Regions from separate parts of the Macaca mulatta genome. Here region 2 is linked to region 1. Evidence: chromatin contacts called from public Hi-C data. All regions are on one chromosome and are shown on one strand. The core of a region is the stretch at or near the end of the contact, and the rest is flanking DNA. Distances in the headings are between cores, read along the strand shown.

The links. A called contact is a pair of places that touch in the nucleus more often than the background predicts.
Region 2: a Hi-C map of sperm shows a contact between it and region 1, with 2.4 times the contacts expected there. The contact joins two enhancer-like sites. A contact is called at or near these places in 8 of 14 Hi-C or Micro-C datasets (blood, cortical neurons, fetal cortex germinal zone and 4 more).

Annotation. Positions count from the first base shown.
Region 1 is chr14:120,057,516-120,060,215 of T2T-MMU8v2.0, reverse strand. All of the region lies in intron 2 of USP2 (ubiquitin specific peptidase 2), which reads left to right. LOC106993502 (a long non-coding RNA gene) reads right to left here. Exons shown (of 8, transcript XR_013404341.1): 4 at 957-2,700. Among named protein-coding and RNA genes, the nearest start is that of USP2, 14 kb to the left of the region's middle. Within about 2 kb of position 1,370, at least 9 of the 40 cell types and tissues checked have an H3K27ac peak or open chromatin away from gene starts, as enhancers often do.
Region 2 is chr14:120,140,381-120,143,080 of T2T-MMU8v2.0, reverse strand. The region is part of intron 6 of LOC106993502 (a long non-coding RNA gene); the gene reads right to left. Among named protein-coding and RNA genes, the nearest start is that of THY1, 41 kb to the right of the region's middle. Within about 2 kb of position 1,325, at least 5 of the 40 cell types and tissues checked have an H3K27ac peak or open chromatin away from gene starts, as enhancers often do.

The DNA of each region.
Region 1 (2,700 bases), core at 121-2,620:
TCATAGAAAGGGGTCATTTGGCAGCTGACTAGAGTAGGAAGTCCCCCCCGTACCAACCCCGTGGGAGAAACAGAGGTAAAAAAGTACATCCTGTGTCCCAGGGGGTTCTCAGGGTAGCTGACCGGAGCGACAGCTGGCATTCATTAAGGGAGGTCAACAGCAGGCTGTGACCAGGGAGAACGGTTCTAGCCAGACTTCTTTCCCTCATTAACAGTAACATTCAAAACGAACCTTTGAATATCACAGACTCAGCTGAGCATGAGTACAGAGCTGGCAGGGGCGGGGGGGAGGGGGCACCACATAAATTCAGAATTATCCCCTCCCCATGCTTGTGTAAGCACCAACAAAATGCCAGGCCAGGGGGGTGCAGCTCAGCACTTGTATAACGAGGGCCTCTCCTGAGACTCCACCTTCTGCTTAAAATGCAGAGAGGAGGAAAAGTGATGGTGGAAAAAAAAGCATTCACTACCCCCAGTGGGGACTCCAAGTCAGTCCAGGTGGTTCAGCCCTGCAGAGAGCCAGGAGCCCCAGTCCCAACCCTGTCATCTCCCCACTCCGCCCCACCTCTCCTGTTCCCAGGGCCTATGGAAGGACAAGCTGTTCCCACTGAGCCCTGCCAGGGCTGCGCTTTAACCCCTACAATCCTTCCTAATCCCCCTCTGCTCCACCCCTCCAGCTGCTCCTCCCTAGTCCTGGCATTCTGCCCGCTGGCCTCTGCCCAGCCCTTGCCCCGCCCTGCCCAGGCTACCCTCTCCTCTCCCCAAGAAGAGCCAGGGGTTGGCCCAGGGCCCTCCAGAGCACAGTCAGCAAGCTGGGCACCTGCAACTCGGACGCAGAGCCAGGGCTGAGGCTCAGAGTCTGGCCCAGCCTATTCTCACCCACCCAGTCTCTTCGACACCCTTACCCTCTGCTCCAGGACCTGTTTCTAGGAGCAAAAGGTCTGGGAAACTGAATACCTGGGTCCTATTTGCCACTGGGGCTGCTGACTCATCTTCAGAAGCCTTGGGTTCCAGCTGTTCAGTGACAGAGAGATTATATAAGCTGAGGTCATGTGATTTTTCCCTCGGGTGGGACTTTGGACTTGAATGCTGCCCTGCAGTGAGCGGAGGTTACTCCAAAGAGAACAAGTTGCGGATAGCAGGGGCTGTCCTGGAGCTCCTAGGTGAGAAGTACAACTCGCCTCTCGTTCCTCGTGTTCTCGCTCCGTTCACGCAGCCATACTGGCCTGCATCCCTGCTGCCTTGTTTGTCCAGCTTGGCAGCCTGAGATCCTGGGGTCTGTCCTCGCCTACTCCCACAAAACCAGGTTCACTCAGCCACCCTGAGGAGGTTGAACTTCCTGAAGTCATGAATCTGTGTTGGCAGCATGAGAAGGTCACTAAAGGACCTTAAGCCAGAGGGACCCCTCGACCAGGAGCTATCCTAGCTGCTGCGAAGGAAAGGGCAGTGGGTTTGTGGCTTGTGACTAGAATCAGCAAGACACTGATGTCGCCATCCCTTGCAGACCGGCTGTGGGCTGTATCCTGGCTGTTAGCCTTGGTGCTGCCTTATCCAGGCTCAATTTCTCAATCGGTGCCCAGCACCATCCTCCCGCCTCCTCCTCCACCCCCACTCCAGGATGTCTTCATGAGTTAATGTGGTGCTGGGGTGGGGCTCAGCAATGCAGAAGTTAATCCAAGCCTGGCAAAATGTTCCTTGCCCCTGGGGGAGCCGCTCCACTGACCACCGGCTGCAGAAATGAACGCCATGTTCAGAGCCCACAGCTGCACACGTGGCCCCTTGTACCTTCTCACCTCAATATATACATAAAACCAGCACCCCGGACAGAGATATATGCAAAAGAAGGAGGTGTGTGGGCCTCTGGAATCCAGCTGGTTCAGGCCAGACTGCCTGGCCTCAAAGGAGTGCAGAGCTTTTGGCCTCTTGGGGTCCATGTCATGCAGGGAAGCAGACCTTCCTACACAGAGTGGGGAGGATAGGCTGACCCTCTCTCCCCAAGGTGCACTGTGGGGCAAAAGCCCAACCCTTAACAAGGACTCAGAGCCCCTACCTTTTCATCCATCAATCAATCAGGCCACCGGTCTGTCCATTTGCTGTGGTAATCGCAGGCACATGCTGGGAGCCAGGCTTTGAGACATCTGCCTTAGCCCCAGCAGTGTCCCCAAACCCTGGCCCAAGCTGCCCACGCAGATCTAAGAGAAGCAGAATACTCTCAGTCCCAGCCCTCATAGAGCTAGCCCTGACTTTCATTTATATCACTCCATCTCATGCCAGGAAGGACTTAAGGTGAAAACAATTACTTATCCTACAGGGGAAGCAGGCCAAGCCCAGGTTCTGAGGAACAGCAGTCCGGATGCAGGAATGAGCCCAGCTCAGATTAGCTTAGTGTATTTGAAGCACAGAGAGTCACTGAGCCAGAGCCGGATTCAGATGCCAGAAGCCTCTATCCTTTGTATCCATCCCACTCCAAGAATGGCAGTGAAGAGAAAGGGTCTCACAGAGACCTGGCTGGCTGAGAGATGAGCCAAGGTCCTTTGTGGCCGTGTCCTGCAGCAGTCAGACCTGCTTGACTAGACTGGACCCTGTGTGGATTCTCTCCTCCCACCCCAGACTTCTCAAAGTGCTCCCACACTAAAGCTTTTGCCTCTGGCCCTCCCTGCTCCTAGCAACCCCTCTAACCTCCTAAATCCCAGGGAAGAGG
Region 2 (2,700 bases), core at 76-2,575, 83 kb before region 1:
GATCCCAGATCAAACCTGGGCTGGGCCAGCCACCTAAAGCTAGCAGGGAGTGGCCATAGAGCTCTGTATCAGAGAGCCAAGGGGAGCAGAATCCCGGAAGACGAATGAGACTTCAGAATCCAATCTTGAGTCGTAAACGCTAAGCCTGGAGAATTGAGATTTGATTTTATTACAAGTCAGTTCCTGTACAGATCGTCTCCCTGCAGCTCAGATCTGCTCCCTGGCTTTTCCCTACCATGAGGTCTCCCAAAGGCCACATCACTCAGAGCTTTCTGCCATTCCCTTCTCTAAGGGTCAGGGCAAACAGGGAGTTTTCCATTGATGGGAAAATCTTCCCATCCTTTTTTACAGCCCAACTTCGCTCTGCCCAAGAGCAAGCCTGCAGTCATCCAAATGTGATTATAAATACATTCATAAACAGATTCCACTCCTCAAAGCTCTCTCACCGTGGAATGGGTTTATGCCAGCAAGGTTATAGAGTCTGCCCCCATATCCATGGATTCTGTGTCCATAATTCAACCAACCAAGGATTGAACATATTTGGAAAAAACTGCATCTGTACTGACCATGTACAGACTTTTTTCCTTGTCATTATTCTGTAAATAATACAGTATAACAATTATTTCCATAGCATTCACATTGTATTAGGTATTCTAAGTAATCTAGAGATGATTTAAAGTATACAGGAGGATGTGTGATTTAAGAGATACAGGAGGCTGCATGCAAACACGACACCGTTTTATATCAGGCACTTGAACATCTGTGGATTTTGGTATCTGTGAGGGGTACCGGAGCTAATCCCCCACACATACTGAGTGACGACTATATATGGAATGTGAACAGAATTTTCCCACTGACTTCCATTAGGCAAGCAGAGCTGTGTTTCTCTCCAAGAAAGGAGGGTAGAGGAGCAGAGCCTGGGAGTGGGAAAAGAAGGGAAGGAGGCCAAACGGAGATCTCATTACTCCAGGCTGTGGTTTTAATTCCATCCTTCTCTCACAGCCTCTGCTCCACCCTCTGTTTATTAAGGGGGCCAAATTAAATACATGAGATGTAACTGCAACATGGAGACCCTGGCTCAGTCTCCAGAGACTGTGGGGTGCGGGGAGAAGTGGTGCAGGGGAAGCCAAAACAAACAAACCACGAATCCAGGAGGAGAGAGAAGGCAGAAAAGCAAACTATCAGGGACCGTTTCAACAACTCGGCCCTGCCTCCAGTCTGCAAGGAGGGGCCCTGCCCATCTCCCGTGGCAGCCACCCCACCTGAGTGCACTGGGAGGGTTCTCCGGCCCACAGAGTCACCTCCTGGCCTGCAAGGCCCCAGCCCTTAGGGAGTGACCAGACCTGGCCAGTGATACGCTATCCTCCTTCCCTCGCTACCATGCTGGTCCTGCGCTGTCAGGCTATCTCTCCGCAATTCATCCCCTCCCTTTCTAACCAATTTTCCACCTCCACACCTCGTCCCTCCTTTTCCTCCTCATCCTAATCTACGATGTCCTTTGGCCTGTCTGTTTAATGCTTTCCCTCCGTCAAGCTGCAGCTCAAGTCTTTGCTCCTTCAGAGACAACTGGGACCCTCCAGGCAGCCCCCACTAACTCCCTGCCTGACCCGCCCACGAAACCTTCAGCCTTTGCCTCTTGCCTCCTTCCTCCCCTCTCCCCACTTCAAAGCTGCTCTCAGCCCATGGCTCCTTCCCCAAGGCATAGAACCTGCACACAGCACTTCATTTTCTTAAGCCCTCCTCCCATGACCTTGAATCTTCTCAACAGTCTGTCCGGTGCCCTCTGGGCCCTTGCTTTTCCAGCCGCACCACAAAGACGGCCATGACCTTTGGAGCCTGGTCCAGTGACACAAGCTTCCTGCCGACTGCTCCACAGTGCCCGGTGCCAGCCACAGCCATGCCCTCAGCTTGCATGATGTGGCCTCTCCTGCTTCTCCCTGTATTCCTTTTCTGACTTCTCTTCAGCCAGCTACTCAAATACGATGTTCTCCAGAATTTTGTCCTAGATCCACTTCTCACGCCGTCACCTCCCGGGATGACCTCAAATCCACCCCCTGCTCCCCTCTCCTTTCAGATGCAGAGGGTGCCCCAGGCTTCCACATCCATTTATTTGCCTGATGTGCCAGTGACCCTCCCCACAGTGTCCCCAGCCCTCCATCCACCTGCATTCCCTTTGTCCAGGCCTGGAGAGACAGCCTCCTACCAGCTCCTGCCCAGAGACCCTCACCCAGCCCCTCCCCCTGCCTACTGGCTGCCAGTCATATAGCTAGAGAATGCAAGGGACATTATTTTGTTGACAGTCACTAGATGCCAGGCACTGTGCCAAAAGCTTTCTCATATGCCATGCCATTTACTCTTCCAATGACCCTGTACTTTAGATATTATTACAGTTGAGATGGAGCAAGGACCCCTTTTTTAGGGACCTACAGGCCCCCCAAGCATGGAAATAAAGGAAAATCTTGAATTCCTTCAAGAGAAATTTCAGGGACCTAGCTAGTCCTGAGACATAAATAAACAACTTGATAAGCAAGAAGGTAATAATAACTAAAAATAACAGCCAAGAAAGTTAGGGTCAGATGTTTGGTTCCCTATAGAAACTAAAGATAACATCTTAACATATGTCCCTGAGTTGTTTTTCAAACACCTGGACCCCTATCAAACAGATCCACCAGCACACAGGCAGCAGCTAAGGGGGAAGTG